2 separate regions of the Mus musculus genome follow, and region 1 is linked to region 2. Evidence: chromatin contacts called from public promoter capture Hi-C data. All regions are on one chromosome and are shown on one strand. The core of a region is the stretch at or near the end of the contact, and the rest is flanking DNA. Distances in the headings are between cores, read along the strand shown.

Region 1 (5,324 bases), core at 1,949-4,448, 380 kb before region 2:
TCTGAGTCCTGACTGCTTACAAACTGAACCCTGGCTTTGGTCACACGCTGAGCCTTGAGTGGAATGAAGCCACATATTCAGCCCACAATCTGGTCACACGCTGAGCTCTGATCCCACCCACACACTGAGTTCTGATCCTGTCTCACGCTGAGCCTTGACCCTGTTCATATTTTCAGCGCTCCCTCCAACTCTGGTCATACACAGCTGAGCCCTGATCCTGGTGATGTACTGAGTCTTGACTTGGGTACCCATGAGCTCCTACCCTGGGTATACTTATATATACAATGATCTTGGTTTCTGCTGAGCGCTTACCTGGTATGCTGGACACAGATGAGCTACAGTTCATTGACAGACTTGGCATTGAAACTGTGTCTGGGTCTGCTCCAGAATGAGCTCACACTCTGTCTTCAAATAGAGTCGCAACCCCCCAGGTGAAAGCATATTATGGTTGCCCAAACCCTTGTGGGCTAAGCATTCTGTAGTCCTCTGGTTTGGTGACAAGAACCAGTACTGAGCATATTTTTTCTCACCACCATGGAAGTGGATACATCTGACATCCCTAGACATGCCAGTCACAGATAGCACATTCTGTGTGTTCTGTATCTATGCTCCCAGTTAGGCAATGAACCAGAGGGCAGGCCCACATCTACCTTCTACCTGGTGTCTTGATCTTCCTTTTCTTGCCTGACATGGGAGGCTTAAGACCAATAGAAGCTGGTTCCTCATAGAGCCTGAAGCTGGCAGCCAAGGTCTGGAGGCCCCAGATGTTGTGTCTGGCGAGGGTTGTTTCCTGGATAGTGAACAGCGACATCTCATACCATGTTCTCAATCTGTGAAGAGTGAAGTGTGTGTGTCTCGGATTTCTTAATAAAGCCTCTCATTTCACTCATTGGGGGCCTCACCCTCATGGCCCACTCCCTAGAGGGCCCACCTCTCCACAAGAATTTGGGGTAACATACACATCCAAACCACAGCACTAGTCAGCCCCAAAGGTATCTTCTTGTCAATGGATGCTTTGGAAAAAAAAATCAGTCAGTTAATGAACTGTAGTAAGCAAGGCAACGAGAGGGAACTCTAGGAAAAGCAGGCCGTGGCCCTTATTAAAGCATCTAGCAGAGAAGTACTGGAAGCTCTACACATCCGCTTTCCCCAGCCTAGGTTGCATAAAAGATGAGGAAGGAGAATAGACTAAGGTGGGCTCTCCACCACCCTATCCTCCATCCTCTGTAAAGCCTACTCTTCCCATACAGTGTCCATCCTGCCTGCCCCTGCTCTACAGGCCTCTGTTGCTCCCTGGTGTGGTGCCACAATGGGAGTCTCCAAGGTGAGACACTTATACCCCAGGATGGCTGATTGGTTACACAAAGAAAGCGTTAAAATTGTTTCTTTTCCTTTCCTTCTTTTCTTTCTTTCCTTTAAAACTTCCACAGTGTACAGTGTGGAGCTCAAACAGTGCACTGTGCGGGTGGTAGAGCTCTGGGCTGGGCTTCCTGGAGCAGAAGTCAGGGGAGGGCTCCTGTGACTGATTGGCAGGAACTGAAGACAGCAGCGCTGGAGGTTTGGAGAGGAACTGCAGAAAGAGGGTTCCACAAGGTGCTGCCTCAACCTTCTGCGGTCTCTGGGACAGTGAAGGCTTTGTTCTGGGATGTCTTGTCCCATCAGGAACCAAGACTAGGTGCTGGTGGCCTTTCATCTATCAGATTCCTAAGGGCTGCTAAAGAAGAAGAGGTGACCTACAATCCTTCCAGTTTGGGAAAGCACTGTAGACTGAAGGTCTACATCCAACAGAGGTGACATCCAACAGAGACATGGGCACAAGTATGGGGGAGAGCCCACCACAAGTGTGTGAAAGGTGACAATGATACCTGGGGAATGTGGGCCAAGCATGGCAGCAGGCATCCACTTCAGGCTTCTGCTAAGGTAGACATGTGACATTCAGGCTCCCAGCAGTCATTCTTACCTGTACACCCGGATTTGTCCCACCTGAGCCTTGACCCCAGATATGGACAGTCTGTCGTTCTCAGCACATACCTGTTCTCTCATCACAATGGATAGGTTGGCGAGTCAATACAGACCCAGTGAGCCAATGCAAACTGCAGGCTCCTTGTAGTCAGAGCATGTGTAGCAGGCACACAGGGTATGATAGGAGCTTTGGGTTCCCGTGCTTGCCCCTGACCTTAAAGCTTGTCTATGGGCTGTTAAGATGATGGGAGGACACTGTTCAGCATCTTGAGCATCTTGCAGCTGATTTGGGTCACTGGGGCACCATCTTGCTCACTGACCTGATCACTGTCTCTAACCAGAGCACAGACACTGGGCGCTTAGCTTGGAGGTGAGCCACAAACAGACAGGGCCCTCAGCATTCACTGCATATCTCCTTTGAAACCTGTAATAACCCAGGTGCAGGTTCCCTGGCATTTTCCCAATACCTGCTGGCCTGGGTGCTGGCTCCACACTGTGTTTCTCTTGGCCTTGGAATGAGATTGCTGTGCTTGGGTGAGATCATTTTGTGTACAAGTGTACGTGTATGTATCATGTATGAGGTCTGAGTTTTCCTCATGCATTTTTGTTCCTTTTAGACAGTGGGGTGCTGGATGTGGAAGAAAGGACACAGATACAGACCTCAGAGGCACAGGGACTCCCTATAATTCCCTGTGGGATCTGAGGTCCTCTTGTACATTCCTTCCCCTGTCTCCCAGGACCACGAAGAAAGCCCTGCCGCCCCTACAAACCCCATCCATCCCCAGTCACTGCTCAGCCTTGCTATTTGCCCCTTAGTCCTCAGGTGGCTCTAAGCAGAAGGGAGTCTATTGGACCTCCAGTGCCAGATGGTGCAGTCCCTAAAGGCTTTAGTGAAAAGGAGGCCAAGGTCAGGAGCAACAGAAAGCAACTAGAGCCACAAGCTTCACTCCCAACCTTGGCCCTCGCCTTTCTGGCTGTGTGAGCCAAGCAAGCAAATTAACCTCTCTGAGCCCATTTCCTTAGCTGCAAATTGGGGATAATAGCAGGAACCTGTCCCAGAATAAGGATTACATGCAATAATTCATCTGGCCGAGGGCCTAGTTAAACAATGGAAACCACTGTTAGTGTGAAGATGCCTGAAAGATGAGCAGTGTCTCATCCAAGCCCAGCAGCCTGGGACTCGCATCCTTCTAGATGGGGCCTGACTCATCCCCAGCTCCACCACAGTCTGAGGCACAATGAGATGGCGCGAGTTTGCCTCATCTGCATAGCTCTGTCTCAAACAGCAGGTTTTTGCCTTGACTATCAGTCTCCAAAACCAAATCGCCCCCAAGTCCCCTCCCAGTTCTTGACCTGGGCTGTTCCCTTGGTGCACAGCACACTAATGAAAGACCGGGACACCCAGGGGCTAAGCCACCTGCCGGTACACGGCCACATGATCTGAAATACAGCAGTTTATCTGAAATATGAGGGGGGTTGTGAAAGGTGGGAGAATGGGCTTGGGGCTGCAGAAGCTGCCAACCTGAAAGCCACCTGTGGCCTTGCTGAAGAGGGTGCTCACCTCTCTGAACAATGCACATGGAAGTGCGGGTGCCAGGCTCTCCGGAGACAAGCTGTCCCCTGGGAACGGAACAGCACTGATGAGCAGCTTGGTGGATTTCACATTTGTCTTTCTTCCTTCTGATGATGCCTGCACCATTCACCTTCCAGGAAACCCCCGGGTTCCGTCTGCCAGTTAATTGTCCCAAAGGTATAAGAGGGCTGTGTCCCCTGCTGCTTTGTTCACAGCCTTAGGCACAGATAATCAGGCAAGGGGAAAGTGCAAAAGCCATTGTTTCTAGCCTTAGGGAGTTGGAGCACCGGCCCTGGTGGGCAGCCCCAGGCACAGGCTTTGTGCTTTGACATTCAGAACTGGGGGAGAGGAAGACCCTAAGGCAGCCTGTGGTCCAGTAACCCCAAGCAGGCACCCCCAATAACCTGTCAGATATCCCCGCCCTCCTGTAGCAAGGCAGCAGAGCTGAGACCTGCAGAGCTCACGCTGCCTAGCAGTTAGACTACAGCCATCAGCCTCCTTCACAAAAGACCCTTCCTAGGCTTTCCCAAATCCAGTTCTGTCACAAGAGGGACCCAGCCATGCCACACACACACACACACACACACACACACACACACACACACTGCCACCGGGTGATGGCAGAAACTCAGTATGCTGTGTGCTCCCGGTGGCTGGTCCATTTCCAGTCAGGGTCAGGACAGTAGGCATCCCCTTCCTGGACACAGTTCAGGGGCTCTTAGGTCTCAAACCTGGGACAAAGGGCTAACCTAGGTGCCTATTTAACATATCAAAGTGGACCTGGCTAGGTTTTTCCAGCATCCCTGGGTCCCTAGCTAGTAACAGGGTACTGCTGGCACATTCCACCCCCTACTAAACATCTCTAGCCCAGGGACTGGGCTGCCCTTCCCCCAGCGGCCCTCCCCTATAGTATCCAACCATTTTAACTAGCAGACCTTTGTGATCCCCTACCTGATACCTTCCTGGCCTCTTGGCTGGTGCACCCCTGACTCCACCCCACCCCACCCCCACCTCACATGGCTAGGCCTTAGGGTCATGCTCACTTTGGATTCTTCCGAATGTCCCTGACTCTGACTATGCTCTCCCTCATACCTGTGAGGAGCGGGTGTGGCAGCAGTCCCAAGATGGTGCCCGGGACTGCAGCTAAGTCTTATGACTTGCACCTGACTTCCTCATACACCTGAAAATAAGCCACAACCATCGTGAGAGCTGCACAGGTGCACCAGGATACTGGCGAATCCATATTTGGTGGAGACATGCCCCTGCCACCCTGATTAGCTGAAGCTGCGTGCCTGGTGAGGTGACGTGGCCTGCTGTGAGTGGATGGGGGCTGAGAGTATATAAGAGTGAGAGGCCCGGGTTAGAGAGAAAGATAAAGAGAGAGAGAGATAAAGTTGAAGCGAGAGAGATGAAGACTGAAGTTTGGTGAATAAACTGCTGTTAGAAGAACTGGTGGTCGTGTCGTTCTTGCTGGTCGAGAGCGGACGCGACACATACCTACAATAAACCTCCTTCTCCACCATACCTAGGAACATGTCCTTCCTTTCTGCCTTCCTGCCTTCCTTTCTTTTTTAATTCAATGACCTTCCAAGGAAGACAGTCTCCCAGGGCCCAGAGCCTAGAGAAAACAGGAGCTGCAGTGGGGCCAGGGGGGTGCTGCATGCAGGCTGCAGGGACATGGGTTGCAGTCAGAACCTGACTGGCCCATAGGCTGGGAGGGGCTACTGGCTCCTCCCATTGGAAGCAGAGCCATCCTGGGAAGTCCAGGCTCTTCCTTTGGGACCTTCTG
Region 2 (5,414 bases), core at 964-3,463:
AGGGCAAGCTGACCTGGGGGACGTAATGGCCTGGAGGACTCCTCACAATGAAGAGGCAGTGAGCCTCCTGTCCCTGGGAGCATGGCTTTGAGGAATGCCTCCAATCGCCCACAGTGTGATCTGCCTTGCCTCCTTCCCCCTTCTTTGCTCAGCAGGCTTCCTTGATACCCTGCCTGTGTTTGGAGGATAACCTCCGCATCTAAGGTCTGCTTGCTTTTAAGGAGCCTAAACAGCTAATATACCATATGGACAGACAAACACCAGTACACAGTCAAGACAGATGCTGCCTCACTAGGAATCAAATGAAAGACAGTGTTACGAGGACACCATTGGACACCTCGGTACAGTTGAAGTGACACCCAAGATGAGAAGGAGCCTAAAGCGGAAGTTGGAGTTCAGGCCAGTACAGTGGAGGATAGGGAGGAAGAGATCCCCTCCTCTGTAGCCTAAGCTGCCTTTGTTGTTGTACTGTGTCTCCTGCTCCTGCTCCTGCTCCTGCTCCTGCTCCTGCTCCTGCTCCTGCTCCTGCTCCTGCTCCTGCTCCTGCTCCTGCTCCTGCTCCTGCTCCTGCTGCTGCTCCTGCTGCTGCTCCTGCTGCTGCTCCTGCTGCTGCTCCTGCTGCTGCTCCTGCTGCTCCTGCTGCTCCTGCTCCTCCTGCTCCTCCTGCTCCTCCTGCTCCTGCTCCTCCTCCTGCTCCTCCTCCTGCTCCTCCTCCTGCTCCTCCTCCTGCTCCTCCTGCTCCTGCTCCTGCTGCTGCTCCTGCTGCTGCTCCTGCTCCTGCTCCTGCTCCTGCTCCTGCTCTGCTCCTGCTGCTCCTCCTGCTCCTGCTCCTCCTGCTCCTCCTGCTCCTGCTCCTGCTCCTCCTCTTCCTCCTGCTCCTGCTCCTGCTCCTCCTGCTCCTCCTCCTGCTCCTCCTCCTGCTCCTGCTCCTCCTCCTGCTCCTCCTCCTGCTCCTGCTCCTCCTGCTCCTCCTGCTGCTCCTGCTCCTCCTGCTCCTCCTTCTTCTCTTCCTGCTCCTCCTGCTCCTCCTCCTCCTCTCCCTCCTCCTCCTGCTCCTTCTCCTCTTCCCCCTCTTTCTTCCCTCTCCTGTCCCTGCTTCTCCACCACATCCCCTAAAGTGAACATTCCATCTAAGTTGTTCTGCCAAGACTTGGAATTTTTTTTTCCTCCCAGCACTGGGAAATTATAAATAACTCCTGTATTAGAAGAAACAAACAAAAACAGAAGCAAAATCTCAAGTCCAGATGCTCTTGTGTGGAAACGGGCCTCCAGCCCACAGGCTCCTCTACACCAGGAACCCAAAGGTCCCCCACCCCCCAAATCAGGATGGAGCCTGGCCCTTTCACTAAAGGCCACTCAGCCTTACTGCTTGATATCACACGATGTAGAGATGTCACCAGGGCTAGGCAGTCCTTCCTTGCTGCCCACACAGACTTCTGCCTAAAATTTTCGACCTAGATAGGGACAAGCTGGAAGCCCAGGTCACATGTGCCATATTCCAGGAAATCCTCTCGGATTTTCAAGGGAGTAGACAGGATCCTTCTGGGAGGGGACAGAGAAGAAGGCAGGCTGGAGACTGTCAGAACTCCTTCCTGACACTGCCTCTCTCATATTTTCCATGCTTACACTCTACCCTTGTGCATCCCTAGCGACTGTCATAGAAACCTGAGACGCGGTGGCCCTTGGAGTGAGACACAAGGACAGCCAGCATCCAGCTACTCCTTGGAGGCCAAGCAGTCCACACCAGATGAGATCGTGTAACTTCCCATCCTAGAGCTGAGCAAGAATGACAACTGGGGGATGAAGTCCTGACCTCCCACCTTCCCCAGGATCATCTCATCCTCACAGCCTGCCGGAGTCACCTTTTCCACCTGACTCTCAGACTCACTAGGCGGTTGAGAAGGTGCAGGCATCGTGTCCCGCGTCCCCTCCCCGGCTTCCCTGGTTCACGGTACAGGGCGAGGCCAGACGCGGGAACGGGAGAAGCAGAGGCTTTATTCACTGTCACGGGGAAGGGCGCGCCAAGCAGGACGGCCAGCTTCGGGAGGGAAGGCGGCGGCGGCGGGCGCCAGCAGCACCAAGCCGGGTGGCCTGCCAGCGCCGGCGTAGCTCAGCGCCAGGCGCTCCAGGCGCCGCTTGCGCTCGGCCGCCTGCGCCGTGGCGTGCAGGGGTCGCAGCAGCGCTGGGGGAGGCGCGCCGGGGCCGCGCAGCAGGAAGTCGAAGCCCGCGCGGTCCCGCGGGTCGTAGAAGAGCGGCCCGGTGGCCGGGTCCGGGCCTGGCGGCCAGGCGAACGGGAAAGGCAGCGTGAAGTCCTCGGTGAGCACGCGGATAGCGAAGTCGTCCTCTTTGCCCAAAGCGCGGTAGGCGCGCCCGATGCCGCGGAAATGCGCCTCCCAAAGCTGCGCGTCGCCGCCGTAGATGTCGGGGAAGCGCGGTGCGGGGGGTGCAGCCGGTCCTGCGGCGGGCGCGACAGTCAGCGGGGGCTGGGGGGGGGACACGCTTGTCCCCGGCGCGGGGAGGCTGGGGTCATGGAAGGAGAGGCCACTGGGCCAGAAGAAACAGGTGGGGACCACTGGGGAGTGAGAAATGAGCCCCTTCTCAACACCTAAGGGGGACCTGCCTCCATCCCTGACCTCTCTCCTACCTCCTGTCACCTCTCCCTGCAAAGGGGAAGTTGTCCACTGTCCTGAGGAACAGCATCAGCAGGCTGTGAAGGCCTGCAAGGTCCCGAGAGTATGAAAAAGTCAGGCTGCTGGGCAGAAAGTTCAAGATGGGGAGGAAGCGAGTTAGCCAGGAGGCTCAGATAGTAGGATTCACCCAGCAGGTGGCGGCAAGCAGCCGTTAGGGCAGGAGGATCAACAAAATCCAAGCTGACTACTGTGAATATGCAGACTGTGGGCCTGGCCTGGGGTCTTCAGCTTGGTTCCCATGAGGAGGAAGCAAGGGTAAGGAGAGTGGAGCTCTCACGGGGAGATACGGGGTGCAGGGACTTGGCATGGCAGCAGATGCTGGTCCCCTGGATGGGGACCAGTCCCAGTTTCAGGCTAGAAAATATGTGGGCTCCCACAATGCAATTGGGGTCAACATTCCATATTTGCTACAGGCAAAGGTCTAAGGATAGGAAAACCATGCTGTAGGGCTGCAATAAACCCCCACAGTGCCGCACCCATGCCGAGGGGCCTCTGTTACTATTCTTACTTAGTGCACTTACTGAGCACCTGCTGTGTGCAATCAGGCTCTGGACTAGGTACTGCCTGTAGCCATGAGCCAGACAGCAAAGCCTGTTCTTCCACCTCCGTAGATAAACAAATGCCTTCTTGAGTCAGAACCTTGAGCAGGATGAGGGGTGTTATGCCAGGAGGAGAGATGAACTGGAGGTGACCCACCTAGCCCAGTGGGGAGAGCCAGACCTGCAGATGGTTTGAGATGCACAGGCAGGACCTGCAAGGGTCACACCCTCAATCTACAGCTCAGAGGACCAGTGAACCCTGCCCCAATCCCTGCAGCCTATCCTGTCTCCCTGGCTGCCTTCGAAGTCTCTGTCTTACTCCTCAGTACCAGGATCGGGTGAAGCCACAGAAGGGGCTGTGGGAATTCCTCTGAGGTGCTGGTAGAGACAAGTTTTGGAGGAGAGAGGGCTGCAGTGGGTCGTGGGAGAGGGGACAGTGACAGCCCTGGGCATGGGCAGGATGGTTTTATCAGCCTGCCATTGTTCCAGGTGAGTATAGTTACAGAGGTACAGTACAGAGGGCAGTGGTAGCTGCCTCTGGTCTGGGTGAAGCCGCTGTCGCCAGGACAGCAGTGAGAAGAGCCCTGCTGTCTGAAGATGTCTTAAAGCTAGTTAGTGTGGAGACGTGGAGTGGGAGCGCTGTGGAGGAGGGAAACCTCTGGCCACCACTTGCTAGAGAAGGGCAAAGATGAAAGAGAAGCAACTGAGGTCAGAGGGTGGAGAGTTTGATTTGGGATGGGTTGGGTTGAAGCCTTCAGATAGACCCATGGAGAACATAGCTGGCTGGAGACAGACCTGGGGAAATGGCATTTAGAGCCAAAAGAGTGGATGAAATCACCTGGGGAGGGAGGGGAGGAGGGAGGGGAGAAGGGAGGGAAGAGGGAAAGGGAGGGAAGGGGTGGGATGGAAAGGAAGAGAGGAGGGAGGGAAGAAGGAAGAGAGGAAGGAGAGAGGGGGAGGGAAGGAGGAGAGGAGGGAGGGAAGGAGGAAGGGAGGAGGGAGGGGGAGGAGAAGTCAGGGGAGAGGAGGGGAGGGGAGAGGAGGGAAGGAGAAGAGATCCTGGACCAAGCCTGGGGCCATCTGTCCTTGCCAGGTCAGAGAGAGGAGAAGCCAGTGAGGGGACCAAAGAGAAGACAGTGATGTAGGAGCAGTGTGGGAGATTCTGGAAGCAGATCAGGCTGAGTCACGTGCTGCCCGTGGGTCACATCAAATGAGGCCTGAGAGCTGGCCTCAGACTTAGCGTGGTGAAGGACATCGGTGACCTTGACCTGAGTTGCTTCAGGGAAGTACAGAAATTAAGCCCGATTAGAGCAGGTTCAAGAGCAAATGGGAGAGAGAGAGAGATTTAGAGGCGGCAAGGATTTGTTATAAATGTGGAGCAGAGAAATCAGGCAGTCGCTACAAGGGAAGTGAGGTTGAGAGAGAGGACAGAGAGCCTCCCGCCTCTGTGGTAATGGCTGTGGAAAGCGAATGCTTCTGCCTGAGGCAGAGGGTGGCTTGGGTGTGGCTGCGTCAGAGAGAAGGGTGGGCAGCTGGCCTTGGCTGGGAATGGATAAGGTGGGACAGTCAAAGCATCAGTGTGTGAGGGCAAGTACCTGAGTCCTAAGATGGCTTCAGTGTCACAGGGAGAGAGATTCATAGCCAGCAGCTGGGGCACAGAGAGAAGGCACCTAGCTGTTGCTAGGAGAGAGACCAGGCAACCAAGAAGTCAGGGGCCTGGCCTGGTGGAGGCACCCTTCAGGCAGCTGTTAAAAAATGGGGGTGAAGACCTGGTTCTTCCAGCCAACAGGACACAGACAATGAAGGGGGTACCATGGGGGGTGCCAATCAAGGGCAGCAGGAAGAGAAGGCTGGCTGGGTGGGAGGTGAGACAAAGCAGAGAGTGCAGGGAGGTGGCTAAAAACAGAGGGTGTGTTTCCCCCAAGTAGGGCAGGAGCTTCCTCAAGGGAGCAGACCAGAGAAGAATCCAAAAATGGATGTAGGGGAGCTATAGTCGCTATGCTGACCAGGCCTTGACCAAGCTTGAACTAGATGAATCCAGAGGCCTGAGCCGCGGGAAGGGAAGAAGTCAGCAGGATGATAGATAAACAGTCAGTGAACAGAGAGGGTGGTGTCCCCACTAGGGTGGAGGACTGGGATCCTAGAGGGTCTTAAGGAGGTGTGGCCAGAACAAAGAAGGCCCCGT

The links. Promoter capture Hi-C pulls out the DNA fragments that hold promoters and counts their contacts.
Region 1: a contact with region 2 is called in a promoter capture Hi-C map of trophoblast stem cells, with 2.7 times the contacts expected there. The contact joins the enhancer-like site here to the promoter of Mroh5 in region 2. A contact is called at or near these places in 17 of 39 promoter capture datasets (the 3T3-L1 cell line, the C10 cell line, the HPC-7 cell line and 10 more), 3 of 115 datasets of contacts at active chromatin or transcription factors (embryonic basal ganglia and embryonic stem cells) and 2 of 9 other capture datasets (embryonic stem cells and liver).

Annotation. Positions count from the first base shown.
Region 1 is chr15:74,212,590-74,217,913 of GRCm38.p6, reverse strand. No RefSeq gene overlaps it. Among named protein-coding and RNA genes, the nearest start is that of Gm32918, 11 kb to the right of the region's middle. Within about 2 kb of position 3,198, at least 28 of the 459 cell types and tissues checked have an H3K27ac peak or open chromatin away from gene starts, as enhancers often do. A contact at or near this core is called in trophoblast stem cells, where this site is marked.
Region 2 is chr15:73,836,470-73,841,883 of GRCm38.p6, reverse strand. It overlaps Mroh5 (maestro heat-like repeat family member 5), which reads left to right and starts at 2,213. Exons shown (of 11, transcript NM_001368162.1): 1 at 2,213-2,316. It overlaps Gm6569 (predicted gene 6569), which reads right to left. Exons shown (of 4, transcript NM_001374241.1): 4 at 1,976-2,455. The coding sequence ends at 1,995.